3 separate regions of the Sus scrofa genome follow, and all the other regions are linked to region 1. Evidence: chromatin contacts called from public promoter capture Hi-C data. All regions are on one chromosome and are shown on one strand. Each heading gives the region's core, a stretch centred on a gene start, on an enhancer-like site or on the middle of the called end of the contact. The rest is flanking DNA. Distances are from core to core; before and after follow the strand shown.

Region 1 (3,071 bases), core at 209-2,708:
CAGCAATGCCCGATCCAAACTGCATCTGTTCATGGCAACGCTGGATCCTTAACCCACTGAGCTAGGCCAGGGATTGAACCTGAATCCTCATGGATACTGGTCAGGTTCTTAACGCGCTGAGTTAAGTGGGAATTCTGGGTTTGGGTCCCCCCCCCCATCCTGATGGGAGGGTTTGGCTGCAATTAGGGGGGTCTCTGGTGGGGTCGGGCTCCAGCCTTCCCAGTTTACCTGCAGAGAGGCCTCCCCACAGTACTGGTTTGAGGTAGGGGGCAAGACCTGCCCCCTACCCTCTTCCTCCTGGACCTGGCTGGCCTTGGTCAGTGGAAGATGATTCCGGAAGGTGCTTATATCTGTAGCCCCAAAGACATCACAAAATCTTTATGAAGCCACAGAGTTCCCAAGAGTTTCAGGCCAAGACGGGTGACATCCTTGAGGAAGGAACCCGGAATAGGCCTGGGGGATGAGGGGCTACCAGGACCCAGGATGGGAAAATTCTCTTGACCATTCCTTAGCCTGGGTCAGATCTCTGGGTCAGGCCCCTCTGTGTTGGCAGAAGAAGCGGGGAGGGAGGTTTTCAGGTTTTGGAATCTGACTGTCCTATGGGGTTTCTTTCTCTTTGGGCCACCTCCCCACGCCTTGGGAAACACACCTGTGCTCCCCCTGAGGGGACAGCAGGGACCCTGGGCCCGCTGCAGACACCATCTCAGGGCCTGCTGCTGACTCTGGCCTGCGTGCAGCGTGCTCTGCTCCAGCCTCTTCTGCTGCCAGGCAGCTGCCCAGCACAGGACCCTCCATGCTACACGGTGCTGGAGGCAGACAAGCCAGGACAGCCTGGCATCCTGGGAGTGCCACCACCAGAGCATCACCAGTGGAGGCAGTAGCAGCAACAGCAGGAACAGCAGCAGCAGCAGCATCTCTAAGCCGCTCCCTAGGAGGAGGAAGGCCTCCGCATCGAGGGATTGTGAGGAGGAGGCGGGGACCATCCGTTTCCTCCCCCGCCCCTCCCCCTGGGGGGAATCAGTTAAAATGGAGGTTCGAGAAGCCAGGACCCCTGTCAGGCAGGTGAGACGCAGAGGAGAGAACATCAGGGCTCTGGGGCCACACTGACCTGAATCGGGATCCTGGCTCTGCCCCTGGTTAGCTGGCTGGCCCTGGGGATCTCAGCTCGCCGCTCTGAGCTCCGTCCCCTTCCCCTGTCTGTAAGATGGGAGTAATAACACCCTTCAGAAGGTGCAGGGAAGGCATGGCACGGTGCCTGGCACACAGCGGTTGCCTAACCGATGACACGCCTGGTCCATTCCCGAGTGGCTCTGCTTTGTCCAGGACCTACCCTCTCCCAGCATCGTGTCTCCCCCTGAGCCCCGAGCAGTGATTCCATGTCCCACATGCACCTGTCACAGCCCAAATGTGCCTCCGCCAGGCACCCAGGGTCCCCGCAGTGCTCCGTACAGCCTCAGTGCACAGCGGGCCAGAAAGCTGGGGCCACGACTTTAAAGGGCTGGGCCTGGACCGGGAAATCCGGCTGCTGGGCCTGAGGGAGGTGCTGGGAAGGGGGGGAGCTCTTAAAGGGGCAGGTCACCTAAGGACTGCCGGGCTGGGAGCTGGCCCAAGCTGGCAGGTGGAGGGAGGTTAGGGCCAGAGTAGCATGTGAAGGAAGAGGAAGCTGAGTGTGAAAAGACTGCCTCCAATCAGCTTGAGTGGGGAGTGGGGTGCACCCTATCCTGAAGTAGGTTCAAATTTGCTTCATTTTTTTTTTTTTTTTTTTTTGGTCTTTTTAGGGCCGCACTCGTGGCACATGGAGGTTCCCAGGCTAGGGGTCGAATTGGAGCTACAGCTGCTGGCCACAGCCATAGCCACAGCAATGCCAGATCCAAGCCGCATCTGCAACCTACACCACAGCTCACAGCAACACCGGATCCTTAACCCACTGAGCGAGGGCAGGGCTTGAATCTGTGTCCTCATGGATGCTAGTCAGATTCACTTCTGCTGAACCATGACGGGAACTTTCCAAATTTTTTTTTTAATAAACAGACTTTTATTGAGGTATCTCAGCTCCTTTTTTTTTTTTTTTTAAATCAGATTAGTCAGTTTGTAAAGAGGTTAACAATTCCTGTTCATCATAAGCTTCATTGACAAAAGTCTCACTATTCATTAGATTTGAGAACTGTTAAGAAACAGAATTTTTGGAATTCCTACTGTAGCACAATGGGACACAAGTTTGATCGCTGGCCCAACACAGTGGGTTAAAGATTGGGTGTATGCGACAACTGTGGCTTGGATCTGATCCCTGGGCCAGGAATTCCACATGCTGTGGGGCAGCCAAAACAAATGAACAAACTAACAAACAAACAAAACCCAGAATTTTCTCCAATCCAGAATTGCTCTCCAAAAAGGTGGTAGAGAAAGAAAATGCTTTCGTTATTGAATAAGCATTAAATTGGAGTGAGATGCGTCGCAGGCAATCAGCTGAAACTGCAAAGACCAAAAAAACCTCGCTCCCCTTTAAAGCCAGAGCCGGGCAGACGCCACCTGCTAACAGGTGTTCTCAAAATAACTAACTTTACCTGGTAATTGGGGCCACCACCTGGGTTAGCTTATTGGTTTTATCACAATAAACACAAACTTCTCCTATCGTTATGGCAGGAGGCAGTCCCACGGTTAAGTCCTCTCTCCTCCTGTGCCCTTGACCCAGGCTCTCAGACGCTAAAAGCCCTCTGTCTTGCAAACTCTCTTATTTTCACAGCTGAGCTCCTTTGCACAGGTCTGCTCTATCTGGCTACCCCACCTTGCTTTCACTCCTTTTTAGTTCTTATTTAGGCCTTGCACTTGATTTTAAAAAAAATAACAGCCTTATTAGATATAATTTACACATTTACATATACGAATCACCCATTTAAAGGGTCTAGTTCAGGAGTTCCCGCTGTGGTGCAACAGGATTGGCGGCATCTCTGCAGCGCTGGGATGCAGGTTTGAAGCCCGACCTGGCACATCAGGTTAAGAATTTGTCTTTGCCGCAGCTGCACAACCGTGGTTGGGATCTGATCCCTGGCCCGGGAATACCATATGCCGCA
Region 2 (3,071 bases), core at 345-2,844, 180 kb before region 1:
AGCAGAACCCTGATGTTCGGACTAGGTGAGAAATACAAGACTCCCGAACAAGGCCAGAGTGGGACCAAGGTGTGGAAGGTGTCCTGCCCCAGGCCCTGTCCAAAGAGCTCCTGGGAGAAATGAGAAAGGTGCTCAGAGGAAAGGGTCTCAGGGAGTTCCTGTTGTGGCTCAGCGGAAGTGAATCTGACTAGTATCCATGAGGACGCAGGTTCAATCCCTGGCCTCTCTCAATGGGTTAAGGATCCAGCATTGGTGTGAGCTGTGGTGTAGATCCCAGACATGGCTCGGATCTGGTGTTGCTACAGCTCCAATTTGACCCCTAGCCTGGGACCCTCCATACGCCACAGATTTGGACCTAAAAAAGCCAAAAAAAAAAAAAAAAAAAAAAAAAGGAAGAAGAAGGAACAGTTTCAGGAGAATGAAGAAATGGGTGAGCTCTAAGGAACTCAAAACCCTTAAGGAGGGGAGGACAGAGAAAGGCCTGGGAGTAGAGGTACATCTGCCCAGCTGCTGGCCATTGGTTCATCTTGCTGAGTACCTACTGTGTGCAGAGGACTGTGGGAGGCTTTCTGGAAGAAATAAGGATGAGACCTCTCATCCATCACATAGTGAAGGCAGCCTACTTGTAAACCCCTAAGCCTGGACAGCCGAATGAAATGCACGCTGGTGCTGGTGGGACGCTGGGCTCTAGGACCCAGAGGGAGAAGGAAGGTGTCTGCCCCAGGACTGTGGGAGTAGGAGCTGCAGCTGATCCCGCCTCCCGCCACCATATAGTCAAGTAAACCGTTGTCTGCAAGGCTGTTTTCTCACACCTGAGGTTTATATGGGTACTTAGCACAGCACCTGGTACACAGGAAGCTCTTGAAAACCCACCTCAGCTTTCAGTGGTTTCACAGAGGGGGTGGCTGAGCAGCTGCCTCAGAGGGTGAGTTAGGATTTCACGTTATTCATCTATCCCTTTGGCCATTGCCATCCTAATCCCATCTCCACAATTCCTGAAGTGTTGGGGTTGGTGGGGGCAGAGGCTGACTTTAGGCTGAGGCTAGGGGGAGGCAAATGAGTCATTTCGAATGCAACTTTTAAGTAATGTAGGGTCCAAAAAAACTCACTGAGAAAAGAGAAACTATTTTAATGCAATATGGTTAAAAAAAAAAAAAAAAAGCAAAAACTGGAGTTTCCTAGTGGCTCAGCAGGTTAAGGGCCAGGCATCGCCACTGCTGTAGCGAGGGTTATAGCCCTCGACTGGGAACTTCTGCGTGCTGAAAAAAATTCATGCAAAAAGTGATGATGAGTACGATATCAAAACTTAAAGACAGGATTCAGCCTTGCACTTGGAAGACCCTGCCTTCCTCGCCTCGACCCAATTTCCGTGCGGGACCGAGGAGGGTGACTGTCTCCTTCAAGGTGTTTGTCCGTAACTCCTACAAGAAAAACAGGCCACACCAGCCGTCCGCCTCCACCTTGGTCCCCGGCCGCCGCGCAGCTGCTTGACTGAGGCACAGGGGCACCACAGCCCGAGCGCACGGGAGCGGGGTCCTTTCCACCCCCTGCCGAATCAGTTTCGAGTTTCGATTCGCCGCGCCTGCGCAGAGGGGGCCGGAGCCGGAGCCGGCCCACCCCCGTCCCGCCCGCGGGCGCTCCGCCCCCGGGCTATGTAAGGCGGCCGAGCGTGGCCACGCGCCACCGCTAGACTCCGTGTCCCTCCGCGCGGGCGGGCGGCCCCGGAGAGCCAGTGCTGCGAAGGCGGCGACCGCGGCGCCTCCTCCTCATCATGGTGAGCGGGCGCGGGAAGGGCCGGGAGGGGAGCGAGCGGACCGGGCCAGGATAGCACCTTAGTGGAGAAGGGGAGCGCTGGGCGACTGGGGGAGGAAGTGGCATGCAAATGAGGAGCGTGGTTCCGGAGTGGAGTTGGGGTTTTCTCGGCAGTCCGGTGCAGCCCGGAGGTAGCTGCGACGCGGGGAGAGTCGGGGAGTGGGGACAGCGCTGGAAGAGGAAGGGAATCGGGCAGCAGCCCCGGGGCAGACGCGGGAGGCCGGTGGGCTCAGGTAACACGCTGGGCCCACGCTGGGTGGGCCTGCGGCGCGCTCCCCTGCTCGGGGCCTCATCGGAGATAAACGTACGCCAGCTGAGCTCGCAGGGGACTGGCGGGAGGTGGGGCCTCCCGATTGAGAGGAGAAGGCGGCTTACAGTAAAAACTATCACCTGTGGCTTTTTGCTGGCAGGAAAACAAGCGGCTCAGAGAGGTGCTGCTGACACACAGCAAGGGGTGGGCAGAGCTAGACCCTGGACACAGGTGTCCAGTACCGCCCAGTCCTGGGGCAGGCACAAAGACCAAGACTTTGGTGGGGGGGAACCAGGGCAGAGGAGGAGGTGGCAGGGGTGCTGAATGAAGCCCTTTGTCCAGTGCTCTCCTGCCCTGCCCCCCACCAGCCTTTCTGTGGGACCATTGTCCCCCCCCATCCCAGACAAGAGAGTATTATTTGTTGCTGGCATTGTTGGGGGAAGGGAGGCGGGCTTGGGGTCACCCTTCTCCACCCCCACCCTCCTCTGTGCACTCAGAGCCAGGGCAGCTGTGGCTTTGCCCAGACGTAGAGCCCCCCACCACCTCCAAAGAGGTCATCCTTAGTAGGTGCCAGGAATATAAAGTTAGGGTCCGCTCCCAAGAGCGCAGGCTTCAGGCCCTCCCCTGCATGCACTTCCAGCAGTTTTCCTTTGGAAGTGGTGGCAGCGAGTGATCTTCGAGTAGGAGTTTCAGACCCAGACAAGTGCTCCTCTCCAAGCTGCACAACCCGAAGCCATCAGGTTGCAAAGACCTAGGAGAATAGGACCAGCACCCCACGTTTTGGGACGGTGCCCGCAGCACCCCGGGGGTGCCTGTCAATCAGGGCTGCGCCCAGGAGCAGGGCCCCCCCAGTTAGAACGAGGCCAGAGGCAAGGGGGCAAGGCTGGCGGTGACCTGGCTGACTCCTGTCTTCCCTTCTTCACACAGAATAGAGGCTTCTCCCGAAAGAGCCAAACGTTCCTGCCCAAGATCTTCTTCCGCAAAATGTCATCCTCAGGGGCCAAGGACA
Region 3 (3,071 bases), core at 146-2,645, 170 kb after region 1:
AATCCAAAAGATTGAGACTTACTGTTCTGATTTATTCAAACCAATGCTTTATCAGCACAACCAGCCAAAGAATGACAACCCATAGGCAGAATAAACATACCCTTTAGATGCACACCCCCAAAAAACCAGCAGATACACATTATATACATTTTTAATAAGGGTTAACACTATCCATCCAATTTGTATAACACAGAGGGATGTGGACTAAACATGGAGAAAATGACTTCATGTTGGTTTGAATCTTGCTAACCGAAATGCAACCACACCCCCCAAACACAGGTAAAGTTTGCACACTTGGTTCTGCCAAGGCCAGCCTGTCTTTGTTTCCCTCTTCTCTGCATTTACCCAAGACCTTGGCTCTGAGACAGAAAACTCCCACTCTCGATTGGTTCATTCCGGCCTATGCAATTAAGCAACACCACAATCCAGTAAACGCAAGGGCTCAATTATTTATCTTTTGGCCAAGTTTACCAGGTGTTTATAAAAGAACAATGCCAGGAGGAAAAAGGTTTATTTCTCTCTAGAGTTGGTTTGATGGGGGTTTTATTTTGTTGGGTTTTTTTTAAGAAGGGGGAGGAGAGAAACACGATTTAACCTAGAAAAAGACGAGAGGGAGTTTAGAAAGAGAACGAGATTGTCAATTTCCCTACAGGAAACTTGATTCTTATGCAATAACCCTAACCATGAACAACCAGCCCGTGAGGCTGGAGGAGGAAGACACCTATTCCTACCTCTCCAGGGGGGCACAGCTGGATCCTACAGGAGCGGGAACTGGACAAGACGGAGGAAGTGGCTCAGCCGGAGCCGCCGGGCCCGGCCGGGGGGGCGGGGAGGAGGCGCTTGCCAACCCACCCCTCCGTGATCTTCGCCAGCATGACAGTCGCTCCTGCGGCCGGAACGTCCCCAGAGCCCCAAGGAGCAGGAAGTCGGGGGCTGTCCCTCACTCCTGCCACCGCCACTCTAGAGTGCCCTGGCCCCAATGGTCCTCCCCCTCGAGCCCCTTCTCACTCTTCCACCGCGTCTCCTCTTTCTCCAAAGAATGAAAACTTCCTTCCAGCGTACCCTGTCCCTTCAGAGGCCGACTCCTGTCATCCTGGGAACGACCCTTCAGAACGACCCTCCCGGTCTCTTCGTATCCCCTCTGCCCTACTGAAGCTTCTGTCCACTACTCCCTCAAACACCCCAGAGCATCTCAGCCCTTCTGGCACCCACCCCTGGATCCCCGGCCCGGAGGCCGTCGCCCGGGGAGGGGGGGGGCGGCCCCACCCTTAACCCCCTTCACCTGCTGCTCCGGCTGAGGCCCGACTGGCCGGGGCTGCGCTTGCGCCGGGGTGCGGGCCGCAGGGCTCCCTCAGGCCGCAGAGTCTCCCCTATTAGACACGGGGAGAGCGCCAAGTAGGGGTGCTCGTCAAGGATCCTGTTCGGGCTCGCTCCCTCCGCGGCGACGTCGGAACCCCAGGCTCCCCCTCCCGGTCTACGCCGCCGCAGCTCCGGAAACCGCTGAATTACAGCCCCTCCAGCCAATCCCCGCCCAGCCCCCGCCTGGCCTGGGCACTCCGCTCATGCATTATTCATGAGACGACCAGTTTTCTCTGCCACACAGAGGCCCTGGTGAATGTACTGTATCTCCGAAGCCCCACCCACTTGCCAATGAGGAGAGCTCCTTGGAGAAGGGGCGGAGCCAACACAAGGCCGGGAACGCCCCTGTACTGGCTGTTCCGAGGGCTCACTGCTACTCCCTCCGCAACAGTAAGGGAAGAGCCAAGGCCTTGGGCTGAGAGACCCGGAGGGAGGGAAGAAAGATGACCGGAATGTCCTGCTGAAAACTCAGCTGAGTTCCTGGCAGTGTGTGACGTCAAGACACTTTAAATGCCCCTGATGCGGCTCTCTTTTGCCTACTCTCCCTTTTCCCGGCCCTTGGCACCACGTGGGGGTGAGTTAGGAGCCACTTACCACGTGGGAATCAGCCAGTTAAACAGTACCCAGGTATCGCCAGATACTCTAAGACCTCAACGGCTGAATTGGGTTTTTGGGGACAGCCAAAAGAACATGGGTGACTCCCGCCTGCTTTGAACCTCAGTTTCTGCGTGAGTCGAGACACACACACCCGGAAACATGACGTGGAAGTAGAGTAATTACTAGAGTGCGTGGGGAGAGGGTAGTGGATTTAACCCCGTCCTCCGTTCCGTCTCTTCAAGCATCAAAGGCCAACACGACTCGCACATTGGCCTGTTCACGGGAATGCAGGAGACAGTACAGATAAAGAATGACACGTATACACATTGTTTTTATGTGTCTGAGTTGAAATACTTGAAATTGCGTGCCTTTATCTTTTTCGCCTGTCTACTTCGAGTGCAAGTTCTACTCCATTGAAACCAGTAGTTTATAGGAAATGTAGACATTTTATCTTGCATAATAGAGGATGTACTTTGCATAATAGAGGATTGTATGTATGTGCTGGTACAATCAGGGTTTTAAAAAATAACAGCTATTAGTGCTTATTTGTGTTTATTGTGTTTGTTTAGTACAAAGAGGTATTAAGATGAAATCCAAAAAGGGACCTTTTATCAGGTGTTCCCACCGTCCAGCGGAAATGAATCTGACTAGCATCCATGAGGAAGCAGGTTGGACCCCTGGCCTAGCTCAGTGTGTTAAGGATCCAGTGTTACCATGGGTTGTGGTACAGGTCGAAGACGTGGCTCTGATCTGGCATTGCTGTGGCTGTGGTGTAGGCCGGCGGCTGCAGCTCTGATTCAGCCCCTAGCCTGGGAACCTCCGAATGCCGCAGGTGCAGCCCGAACAAGACAAAATAAAATAAAATAAAAAATAAAAAAGGGCCTGTTATCTCACCTTTGACAGGCCATGACAATTTTCTTCAATGAAACTAACACACGTTTGTGGTTAGAAAATTCAGACAGTTCAGAAAATTGAAAATTAAAAATGAAAATCTCCCCCTTCCTTCACCAGGCCTCCCCAAGGATAGCTATTTTTATTAATTTCTGGTAAGAAAATCAATGACTTGGAGTTCATTGTGGCTCAATGAGTTAAGCACCTTACCAATTTCCATGAGG

The links. Promoter capture Hi-C pulls out the DNA fragments that hold promoters and counts their contacts.
Region 2: a contact with region 1 is called in a promoter capture Hi-C map of fetal liver, with 2.9 times the contacts expected there. The contact joins the promoter of CNP here to the promoter of GHDC in region 1. A contact is called at or near these places in 3 of 5 promoter capture datasets (fetal liver, fetal skeletal muscle and liver), 11 of 47 Hi-C or Micro-C datasets (alveolar macrophages, embryonic fibroblasts, epiblast stem cells and 6 more) and 2 of 2 datasets of contacts at active chromatin or transcription factors (alveolar macrophages and skeletal muscle).
Region 3: a promoter capture Hi-C map of liver shows a contact between it and region 1, with 4 times the contacts expected there. The contact joins the promoter of STAT3 here to the promoter of GHDC in region 1. A contact is called at or near these places in 2 of 5 promoter capture datasets (fetal liver and liver) and 1 of 2 datasets of contacts at active chromatin or transcription factors (alveolar macrophages).

The regions. Positions count from the first base shown.
Region 1 is chr12:20,579,415-20,582,485 of Sscrofa11.1, reverse strand. It overlaps GHDC (GH3 domain containing), which reads right to left and starts at 1,458. Exons shown (of 10, transcript NM_001246239.1): 1 at 1,331-1,458; 2 at 1,109-1,197; 3 at 650-928; 4 at 229-350. The coding sequence starts at 914.
Region 2 is chr12:20,764,178-20,767,248 of Sscrofa11.1, reverse strand. It overlaps CNP (2',3'-cyclic-nucleotide 3'-phosphodiesterase), which reads left to right and starts at 1,594. Exons shown (of 4, transcript XM_003131420.5): 1 at 1,594-1,774; 2 at 2,990-3,071. The coding sequence starts at 1,772. TTC25 (tetratricopeptide repeat protein 25) reads left to right here. Exons shown (of 12, transcript XM_021066990.1): 12 at 1-1,161.
Region 3 is chr12:20,405,640-20,408,710 of Sscrofa11.1, reverse strand. STAT3 (signal transducer and activator of transcription 3) reads right to left here and starts at 1,395. Exons shown (of 25, transcript NM_001044580.1): 1 at 1,283-1,395.